Regions from separate parts of the Pan troglodytes genome. Here region 1 is linked to region 2. Evidence: chromatin contacts called from public HiChIP or PLAC-seq data. All regions are on one chromosome and are shown on one strand. The core of a region is the stretch at or near the end of the contact, and the rest is flanking DNA. Distances in the headings are between cores, read along the strand shown.

The links. HiChIP or PLAC-seq counts read pairs in DNA pulled down with a chosen protein or histone mark.
Region 1: an H3K4me3 HiChIP or PLAC-seq map of stem cell-derived excitatory neurons shows a contact between it and region 2, with 2.1 times the contacts expected there. The contact joins the promoter of DNAJC5B here to the promoter of PDE7A in region 2. A contact is called at or near these places in 3 of 7 Hi-C or Micro-C datasets (blood, a lymphoblastoid cell line and stem cell-derived neural progenitor cells) and 1 of 1 datasets of contacts at active chromatin or transcription factors (stem cell-derived excitatory neurons).

What each region holds. Positions count from the first base shown.
Region 1 is chr7:74,663,054-74,669,016 of NHGRI_mPanTro3-v2.0_pri, forward strand. It overlaps DNAJC5B (DnaJ heat shock protein family (Hsp40) member C5 beta), which reads left to right and starts at 3,652. Exons shown (of 6, transcript NM_001246535.1): 1 at 3,652-3,785. It overlaps LOC104007631 (a long non-coding RNA gene), which reads right to left and starts at 4,416. Exons shown (of 5, transcript XR_001720219.3): 1 at 4,346-4,416; 2 at 2,973-3,310.
Region 2 is chr7:74,485,971-74,491,723 of NHGRI_mPanTro3-v2.0_pri, forward strand. It overlaps PDE7A (phosphodiesterase 7A), which reads right to left and starts at 1,873. Exons shown (of 14, transcript XM_063816332.1): 1 at 1-1,873. The coding sequence starts at 321.

The sequences.
Region 1 (5,963 bases), core at 2,402-4,901, 180 kb after region 2:
ACATTCTGTACTACTATCGAGAGCACTCTATACTGTACATTCAATTTCTTGGTCCAAGTGCGGTAGTTCTCAAAGTCTGGTGTCCACCATCAGGCCTAGGAACCTGCTAAAAGTGTCAAGTCTTGAGCCTCACTCTAGACATCCCAAACTAGAAACTTGATGGGTGGGGCCTGCAATTTGTGTTTTAACAAGTCCTCAGCCGGGCGCGGTGGCTCACTTCTGTAATCCCAGCACTTTGGGAGGCCGAAGCGGGTGGATCACGAGGTCAGGAGTTCAAGACCAGCCTGGCCAAAATGGTGAAACTCCATCTCTACTAAAATTACAAAAAATTAGCTGGGCGTGGTGGGGGGTGCCTGTAAGCCCAGCTACTAGGGAAGCTGAGGCAGAGAATTGCTTGAACCTGGGAGACGGAGGTTGCAGTGAGCTGAGATCGTGCCACTGCACTCCAGCCTGGGCAACAGAGTGAGACTCCATCTCAGAAAACAAAACAAACGAACAAACAACAAAAACAAGTCCTCCAGGCACTCTTTGGTTTGCTCTAAAGTTTGGGAACTTCTGGCCTAGAGCATTGTTCTCAAGTATTTGTGTACACCTACACCACAAGCTCCTGGAGAAGCTTGACTTAACATGAGTCTCTCACTCAGGCCGTGAGATTTGGAGGCAGTAAATGCAGGAAGCTGTGTGGGAATCTGCATATATATATATATATGAAGTAGGTGATTCTGGTGCAGGTGGTCTGTAGAACACAATTTGAGAAATTCTGCCTTGAAGTGGAATTTAAGTGTTGACAAAATTAGCATTTCCCCCCACAAAATCCTCCTCCATAACTAAGCAAAAACCTTTGAACTCTGACTTACAAATATCTATAGCTTTCACTTAGCCTGCAGAGTGCCTGCTTCTGAAGAGCTATGCAGGCTTCCCTCATCACTGCCATAGGGGACTGAAGCTTCTGTGTGCTCCAGGTGTGAGGCTTTGCCTGCCTCTGCTACAGGTGTGCACCTGTTTCAACACAGGGATGTATGCTCAAAGGATGCGGCATAACCCACACCTCCACAGAATGTACAGTATTGAGTATGCTCAGCCAAGACAAAACACAAGGAAAGATGTCATTTTTATTTGCCCTGAGATGATAGCTGGAGGAAGACTGCATTGAGCAAAGAGGTTTGATCCCTGCATATCCTGCCAGAGGAATACCCTGTTCTAAGCAAGGTGACCTTTCAAGCAAGTTTTGAGAATTACTGATTTAGTATGCAAGGTATGCATAAATATATCTAACTGTGATTTGGGGTCAGACACACACTGCATATCTTTTTTCCATTGAACCTTTTATAGATCAGAGGTAAAAAAAGAGATTTTTTAATGCAGAAAGGTGAAGTTTGTGATGGCAAAAAAAAGGGATTACTTGTGATTTTATTAAATCAGTCATATGTTTTCTTCAAGGTATTGGGACCAAATTCATGCATTAATAACATTACTTTGTTTTCATTGTATTTGTTTTTATTGTCATCTGACATTTAAGGCAATTAATACTGTATTTCTACTTATGTTAATAATAAAAAATACCTTTAAATAATTTTATTCCAGTAAAATGTATGAATTAATTTAAAGGAAAATGTTAAGTAAATATTAGTGCAGATGGCAATATTCTGAAGATGCCACATGAATAATCAAAGTGTGGGAAACCCTGACATTATTTTCTTGAGTTCAGCATAATCCATTTTACCACTTTTCCAATGCTGAGCTTCATATATGTTTTCTGTTATAAACAGTGCTTCAAAAAACCTCTTGTAGCTAAATATTTTTCATATCCATAATGGTTCTCTTAGGAGAATTCACAGATGTGGAATTGTTGGAAGAAAGGGCAATAATTATATTATTTTAAAGTTTAAAATTAGTGTCCATTAACCATTTCCCTAAGATTTTATGAAGACATTTAGGAAGTTAGTAAAGCAGTATTTATGACCTATGGGAATACTTTCTTCCTTGTTACTCAAAGGGTTGCTTAAGGCAGTGGCCTTCAAGTGTGTTCTGGGACCAAATGACAATTTCTCCCCAACCAGCGAAGCCCTGTGGTGGGGAAAAGGCTTGGTGGAAGATCTGGTTTGTAGTTAATGTTAAGTAACCTTTCCACTTAATTAGCTTTGTGATCTCGTGCAAGACACAACTTCTCTAAGCTATAATTTTCTCATCCAGAAAATTATACTGAAAATAATACTTTGTTTATCTCACCAAGTTGTGAAGATTAAATAGAGTGATATGTGTGAAAATAGCTTGTAAATGAAGCATGATGTAAAATGTTATTGGTATTATGAAAGCCCAATATATGTTCTCCTCTTGAGAGATTCTTAAAGCACAATTCTCTGACTTCACAGATACGTCGTCTGATGCAATACAGATACTTTTTAGTATCATATGGGGTTAGCGTCTAGAAAAAGTGAAGGGTATGAAATAATGAAGAATGAAATTCCAGTGAGACTCTATTTCTTTACAGATTGCTCCTCCCTGTCCCTTACTCAACACTAGAACCTGGTATAGCGCTGTAATCAATACTGTGTGTGTGTGTGTGTGTGTGTGTGTGTGTGTGTGTGTGTGTGTGTGTGTGTTTTAGACAAGGTTTCATTCTGCCGTCCAGGCTGGAGTGCAGTGGTGCAATCTCGACTCATTGCAGCTTTGATATCTCGGGTTTAAGCGATCATCCCCTGTCAGCCTCCTGAGTAGTTAGAACTATAGGCACGCACAACTACGCCCAGCTAATTTTTGTATTTTTTGTAGAGATGGGGTCTCACTATATAGCTCGGGCTGGTCTCAAACTCTTGGGCTCAAGTGATCCTCCCACCTCAGCCTCCCAAAGTGCTGGAATTACAGGCATGAGCCATCTCGCCCTGCCAACACTAACTCTGGACTTTCATTTGAGCTTTGCTGCTTATCATCAAATCTCAATGAAAACATTAGTTGCTCAGAAGTCACCTTACTTGTTAATCTGGAAATGGTCTGGTGGCTCAGGATTTCTGAGTCTGGGCTGGGACCAGAGCCAGCTACTCCTGGCACCTGTGTTGCTGGGGAAACATGATCTTCACCGAGACTCTGTTCTCTTCCCATAATGTACATTATCCAAATGGTCTCTTGTTGTGGGTGGATTCGGGTAAAAATTGTCTGATGAGCTACCAGAAAACTGTGATGTGGACAAACTCCAGAGAGTAGAACAAGATCTGAGTGCAGCATGGTCAGAATGGCAGGGGCTGACACTGAGGGCACCTGGGCTCTAGAATCAGATCTGCCACTTCACCACGTGGGGCCTCAGTTTCCTCATCTGTAAAAAAAAGAAAGGAGTTAGATGAGAATCTGGTCACTAGCCGGTCTTCTAGGTCTCTCCCCACAGTTAAGATCCCATAATTCTGTAGGTCAGTTTATGACCTGCAAAGGGATTCTTCCCTGAGGGCCCTCACAAGGTTTCGAATGGCAGAGCAAATGGAAATGGGGGAATGTCCTTCCCAACCTCCCACCGTGGGCAGGAGAGGAAGTGTTGTCCAAGAGGGCCTCAGCTGGACCATCTGGAGGAGCGAGGATTCCACTCTGTGACATCACAATATCCAGCCCAGGTTTGACCTTGACAACCGGGAAGGAGAAATAACAGGAGGCGCAGTTACTGATATAGCCAAGGTGGGACACTACTGGAGGGAGCTAGAAGGGATCAGCCAGCCATGCCTCCAGTTCAGGTACTTGGCATTGCTAAGCTCAGAACAGGACTTGCCAGTGTCTAAATGAAAAAGAGGAGAGATCTCAAGGTGAGTGTGTCTCCAAGCTTAAGAAGAACAGTATAAGCACAGACGGCGTGTGCCCCAGCTGCGTTAGGGTAATGTAAGGTTCCACACGAGCAGAAGCAGAGCTGGGCGCATCTTGCCAACAGCCAGGCTGCTTGCCATGAAGCCGGACGGTGAGGACATTTCCGAGTCTGTAGTCCACTTGTGCTGCTGGTGATATATTTCTATTTAGAGGTTTTTTTCTTTCAATAGCCCCTCCCCGGATGACAGGGTAGAGTAAACAAAAATAAGTTAACTAAGGAAGTATTTTAATAGAAGCCAGTACAAAAACAAACAAAAGTAATAAAAGGTGCAAAGTTGTATTATGGGTTAGCAAGCAAGACTGACTCTAAGGTCAAGTTTTGAAAGTTCAAATCTTGAAAGGCAAAAGGATACCCCTATAAAGAGTAAAAGAGAAGGGCCTTTTGGTTGAGAAGTAAGTAAAACAGCTCTGCTGGAACATATACCGGACCCCCCACCCCGCCCCCAGCAACTTCTGCCAGTGAAATCATTGCTGGGGATGCGGACAGTTCTGTTTTCTTTACCTTGCCTTGGGGTTTTGGCTTCTACAACACTTGTTTCTTCCTGGAGTCTTGGGGCCCTGAGAGGCTCTGAGTGACGGCAAAGAACTGTTCTGTTTACCAGTGGGGCGGAGCACGGGGCCAGCGCCAGGCCCTGACTCATCCCCATGTGGACTCCCTTGGGTCTTAGCACACTGCAACCCCGGAGTTGGAGCACAGGACAGCTCAGGCAGGCACGCTGAGCTCTGCCTGCAAGGTCAGAGTTGATGGCGATGCTCCCTCAGTGGGAGTAAGAGTCCATGTTCTGACAGGTAGGTCAGTTACCCACAGGGGACCCCAACAGCCATCGACAAGAAGAGGAGGAGATGGATTCTCTATCCACAGGACACAACTCTAACTCTCCTTGGCCTCCAACACATCACGAATAAATATATCACAGCAGTAAGGTCAATACTCTCACACTCTATGAAAGTAGTAATAGTCCCCAAAGCATGTAAAACTGAGAGATCCAGATAAAAGCAAAATATACTTGCACATAAACTTTATAGCACACATTCAACTTCTGTACAGAAGTCACTGTGATTTTCACAATTAGGTTATGATCTAATCATAACCACTTAAGACCTTGAACATTAAAATCTCATTGGCCCAGTTTTTAGGCTTCCTTCATTGATAGCCATTGAAAACTAAGTTTAAGCTGAACCTCAGATAATACCCACAAAACACAGAATGTCCTAACTCATCTCCATTTGCATTTATTGACTGTAACATTCCCTGACCCTTGTGTTAGTCACATGCTGCTGCAGCCTGTCACATACTGCAGAATTTTAGAGTCGGAGGGGAACTAGAAGATCATCCATTCCACAGCTTCGTTTCCAGGAGAAACCACACAGAGAAGTGTCTCAGCTAAGGGTATCAGGCTAGTTAGTGCTGGGGACTAAAGTTTAAGCCCCCTCACTCTTAGCCTGGTGGCCTCTCCAATACACTCTGCCCCACAATGAATGAATGTATTGGTTCATATTTGAACTAACTCTTTGATTTTCTAAGTTAGAATATTCTAAAAGGAGGAAATCTCATTTATCACCTTGGTGTGGTTATTGGTAAAAGCAGATATTCTCCTAGCCTCTGCACCTCCATACAAAATAAGCTTTGGTCAATGACAAGAAAAAGCACCGAAGAACCCATTCAAAACACTGAGATAACAGTGAAAATAAATCCAGGGAAATTGACTAGCTACTGTAAATTGAGGGCTGATTAGAAGTAATCCTTTTTTTCTTAAAAAAAGTATACAATTTACCAGATTTTTACTTTATAATAAATATACGGTCTTCCTGTGGCCTTGTCTTTTCCTGTTTAGGTAGATAATACTTTGTTTATGAATGTGTGTGTGTACACCCTTGAATGTACAGATGAGTAAACACTTTATCTGGCAGGTGTGGGGCTGGCTATTACATCCATCCGTGGTATCCGACCTACACTTACTTACCTAATATATCTTCTATATGAGCCTTCTGTGACTTATCCCATGAATTAATATTCTATTTGGAATTAACATGATAGTGTAGGAGGAGCCTCCTTAGACTTGTCCAGGGTTTGACATACATGAAGCTATATATGTCTTGCATCCGTAATTAATCTGCAA
Region 2 (5,753 bases), core at 623-3,122:
TCGGTGGGGCCAGGCTCCAGCGTTCCCCTGGCAGATGCGGCCCCGGGGCCATCCCGAGCCCGAGGGGCGGAGAGGGGAGCCGAGAATTCGGAAGTGAGAAGGGGACCCGGAGACAAAGGGAAAAAACCAAGACTGAGAAAGAAGTGAGAGTATGGGTGAAAAGAATGAGAAAGGATGATACTGAGAAGACAAAGGGAAAAAGTAGACTGCATGCCCCTCTACCAAAAGTGTTGTTTGTTGACTTAAGATTTTTCGAAAGCGAGAAAAGATAAAGAGCTGTTGACCTGTTTTGTAAGCTAGATATGTAATTTGAGTGTTCATTTTGTCACATTTCTCACTAAACGGTCAAAGCTTTCAGCATCAACTGATTGTTTCTAATGCATTCCAGCCTTTGGGATTTCAGCCTGAACAACCTCTCCCCTGCTGGCAAAATTATTGCTTTGGTTCAGTTCTTAGGGCATCCACCTTTCTACTGATTTGAGATGACTAGCCACTGACAAGGTGGAAGGCCTTTGAAAGCACTGCATAACTTCCACTGATGATGAGATCACATACCAAATGCACGTAATCCGGTAAATGAGCAAAAGTAGACCTTTTATCATCTTCCCATGGCATGTTTCTTTTCTCTTGCTAAAACTTTATACCTCCTACGTGGATATTTTTCTACCTGTCTGCTTTCTACTATTAAAAGAACTATAACCTCCAACGTGGTCTTGTGGATTTTGTCTTCATTAGATGATGTAAGCTCCCCTTTAGTACAGCTGATCCAACTCATCTTTGAAATCCAAATTACTCCCACAACTTCTAGTAGATGTATTGAGCATCTACTATATGCTTGGGATTATACTGAGCAAGTTTTCCTGCGTTATCACGTTTACTTCTCACAAAAACCTCATGAGGTAATTATTAGTACCTGAGTTGAGAATAGGCTCATGGAAACACGCTTGCCCTAGACCTTACACAGATAAGTGGCAAGAACTAACCTCAAATAATGTTTGAATTCTGTGTAAATCTAACCATCCAGGAGGTGATATTGGTGTGATGTTACTGTGTGCCAAATAAAATAACTATATTACATTTAATAACATCTAAGAGACTCAGGTTGATTAAATCATTTAATGACACTCAGAGCACTAAGTAGATAACTAAAAAATGTAACCCCCTTCAACATAGTTGGTTACTATTGTGCACCTGTGAACCAAAAACCATGACAGGCATTCTACTTACAATGTTTAACTTTACCCAACGCAATAGCCACGTAAGTCAGGTAATTTTATCCTGATTCTACAGATGAGGAATCAGATTACAAGACCATAAGTCATTTGTCCCAGTGAACTCTGGTCTATGATTTCAGAGCCATGCGTTTTCCACCATACCACACAGTATCTCAAGACCAGAGTTTTTCAGCTCTTTACAGTGTTCTTTACAGCACATTAATCAGGTTGTTCAGAGAAACACAACCCATAGGATGTACATATAGAGAGAGGGAGAGAGAGTTATTTTAAGGAATTGGCTTATGTTTTGTGAAGGCTGGCAAGTCTGAAATCTGTAGGGCAGGCCAGCAGGCTGGAAATTCAAGTAAGAGTTGAAATTGCAGTCTTGAGTCTGAAATCTGCACAGCAGAACCACAGGCTGAAAACTCAGACAGGGTTTCTACATTGGAGTCTTGATGCAGACCTGAGTCATCCTCAGGAAACCTAAGTCTTTGCTCTTAATGCTTTCAACTCTTTGGATGAGGTCCACCCACTCCATGGAGAGTAATCTGCTTAGAACCAATGGATTACAAATGGTAGTCACACCCACAAATATCTTCATAGTAACATCTAGACTAGTATTTGACCAAATGACTGAACATCACAGTTTAGCCAAGTTGATACATAAAATTAACTATCACAGGGAGCAAAAGTTAAATAAAGAAATGCCATTACTTTCTGTAACAAAAAGAAAAGTACCTAAGAAAAAAGTATCAAAAACTGCAAAATTCTTATAAAGGAGGCTTTTACATGGTTGAAATATAATAGCCGACTTGAATATTTAGAAAGTATTCGCATGAAACACAAATATCTTCACATTATGTGCCCATTTAATCTTTCCAACATGTTTTCCTTCCCCAGACCTCCTTGTCACCAGTTTTCTAATCATATTCCTTCCGAGGTCCAAACCATCTATCCAAGCAGTCAGATACTGCTCATGAATCAGTATAGACCTCCACATGTAGCTATTCCCCTTTCCAGACAAAATGAACAACCAGGTATGCAGCTCCAAGTTCTGCTGACTGGGAGTATTTCTCTTCACCGCCTCTAGAACCACCACAGAGAGGGGCCATCGTGTTGTAGCTGTCCACTGTCTGCACCATAAAATGCAGCACTATCTGTAAATCAGTTGCAAATATTTTTCTCAACAGGTTATAGGGGACCACATGCCTTGGATGCCTTCTGGCTCCAAGGTTTCTGCTGAGAAATTAAATAATAATCTCATTGAGAATCCCATGTATATAAAGAATTACTTTTCTCTCATTGCTCTCAAAATTCTTTTTTTTTCAGCAGTGTGATAATGTCTTGGTCTGGGTCTTTTTGGGTTTGTCATACTTGAATTTGGCTGATCTAAGATATCTAAACATGATTTCTGTAAATTCAGGGAGTGTTCTGCCATTGTTTCTTCTAATAATCTCTCTGCTTCTTTCCCTTTTCTCTTTCTGTAAATACCATAATGCATGCATTAGTCTGCTTGATGGTGTCACATATGTTCCTTAAACTCTGTTCACTTTTCTTTACTCCTTTTTATTTCTGTTTCTCAGAATTTGTAATTTCACATGTCCCATAGTCAAGTTCACTTATTCTTTCTTCTGCCTATTCAAGTCTGCTGGAGAACCCCTCTAATAGATTTTTCAACTTGGTTATTGTATTTTTCAGCTTCAGAATTTGGTTCCAGTTTATAATTTCTATCTCTTTGCCAATGATTAATTTTGTTTACATATTGTTTTCCTGATTCCACTTAGTTCTCTGTCCATATTTTCCCTTAGCTCTTTCAGCATATTAAGGACAGCTATTTTAAAGTATTTGTCTAGTACGTCTAATGTCTGTGTTTTTTCAGGGAAGGTAACTGCTACTTTATTTTCTTTTTGAGAGGGACATGTTTTTCTGGGTTTTTGAAATATGTCTTGTGGGAGTTTTGTTGTTATTGCTGAAAATTGGGCAGTTGAGAAAACAGATACCTCCCCCAGTCTTTGCACACTGGCCCTGTGCCAGGGAAGTTTTTCACTAATTAGGTGGCCCATGGTTCTAAGCCTTAGGATCAGCTTCAGCTTAAGGAGAAAGCTTAAGACCTTACAAGTTCTTGTATGAGCATGCATCTTGCTCGGGCCATTGTGTGGCTTTTTAAATTTCTCTGTATACACAGCTGCTTTTTAATGTCTTATTTTCCAAATGAGTTTCTCCTTGAGGCCTTTGGTGGTCTATTATATATCTCTACCCATAATGTCTTACCCCAGGTGTCTACGGGCCAGTCTCCCTGCAACTTTCCCAAGCAGCAGCCACTGCTTCTCCCTGCTTGAGATCTGAGTTAGGCAAAGCGGAGACCAGTCCTTTAGGCATTCCCTAGTAGGTTAGAGCATTACAAATAAAAGTCTGCTCTGCTCCTACTGATTTATAGTTTTGTTTGGTACTGTTTTTATCTGGCTTTGGTGTCGGGTCAATATTTGCCTCATAAAATGAGCTGGAAAGGTTTCATTACAGTTCTATTTTTCTGAAAGTGTTGGTGTACAAAAGTGGGATTACTTCTTCCACAGATATCTGATAGGGTTCACTAGTAAAACTATCTGCGACCTCCACTTTTTATTGTAGGAAGATTTTAAATGACTAATTCAATTTATTTACCTGATGAATCTTATAAACTAAGCTCTATATAACCCCAAAAGTAGTCTCCAAGGTTATAGGCCACAATGTCAGAAGTGGTGGGATTGCGGTTTTTCCTTTTCTTTTAAAATGTTATCCTAATCAATTATGTTTGCCAAATTTTCTAAGATAAACCTATATTATTTTATAACAAAACTTATTCATATCCTAGGCAACATGGTGAAACCCTGTCTCTACAAAGAAAATACAAAGATTAGCCAGGTGTGGTGGCATGTGCCTGGAGTTCCAGCTACTTGGGAGGCTGAGGTGGGAGCATAACTTGAGTCCCGAAAGTCGAGGTTGCAGTGAGCTGTGATTGTGCCACTGCACTCCAGCTTGGGCAACAGAGCAAGCCCCTGTCTCAAAAAAAAAAAAAAACCCAGTTATTTATTAAATATATAAACTGTGAGTAAAAATAAAATGTCTATAATGTGATGATAAACACACAATACAATAAAAGAGTAATTGAAGAAAAAATTTCACTTGAGGATTAGTTCCCTAGACTATTTAGTAGTCCAACGCTAATCAACAAGCACTTCTATAGTAGTACACTAATGAATAACCAGTCAGAAGATTTCTAGCTAAACACAGCAGATTGTATACATGTATTTGTCTGTTTCCTCCTCAAACTCTCCTAAATGACACTGAAAGAAGAAAATAAAGCGTTAGTTCAGGACAAAGAGAAAAGAAGGAGAAATGAAAACTGATAAGAAGTTCATGTTTTGGAAACTGAAGGTGATGAGTAAGTTATACATGTCTTAGCAAAACAGAAAGCTAAACCCCAAGCTCACAAGTGGAGAGGGCTACATCCAGCTGATATCTGCTGTGGAGACACAGGAAAGTATCAGAAATTAGAGACCCCACCCATCTTGCAAGGCAAGGATCCATGTGGGCTGAAAAAGGAAAGATCATTGAAGTTCTTTATAACAAGTGGTCAGAACCTCAGATCTCCTCTCCAAGGCTGTGCAGACAGGCAACTTGCTCTTCTTCACCTCAGCAGAAGATTGGATGGACTGACCCAAACAGGCTCTGGACTTGGATTCACCAGGCAGAGCTGAGGGTGAGGTGAGAGTACCATATGCAAAGAGGTGGCATAAGTGAGAGTCTGCATACTTGGTAACAGCCAAGTTTATATCCTCCAGGCAAGAGCCTGGAAGATTCCTCTTTCAAAAAAATGGAAGTTTTGCTGTCAGTTGCTGTCAGTGCTGTCAGTTGGGAGTCCTCCGACCAAATAAATGGGTCCACACATAATTCTAAAGTAAACCCCACCCATGCACAGGGAGCTTGTAAACAGCATCTCATTCTTAAACATGAAAGAACAATCAAGCATTATCAGAATTTTGAAAAATCCTGTAGCATGAGAGATGATAGAAATGAACAGAAAAAAGAAACAAGGGGAAACAGAAACAATACAGAGAAATCCCTTCAAAAAACCCAATAATATTCTTAGAGAGATAAGAAATTATAAGGTATAAGGGCAGAATGATATGAAACAAAATAGTTCTTTTAAAATAAAACTATAATAGCAAAAAACTAAATATTTAATGAATGGGTTAGATGATAAAGCTAAATATATCTTCCCAAAAGTAAAACAAAAAATTAAAGATACAGATAATGTGAGAAAAGACATTAAAATTAAAGTCCCAGTCCAGGGGGCTAAATGTCCAAATGATAATGATTTCAGAAAGAGAGAATTGAGAAAATCATAGGGAGGAAATAATTTAAGAACATTTAGCAGAACTGGAAGGCACATTTCCAGATGGAGATTGCCAAGTCTGTGCTTAGAATAATGGACAGAGAAAAGATAGACACCAAGGAATAGCGTTGTGAAATTTTAGAATAATGGGGACAAAATTAAGA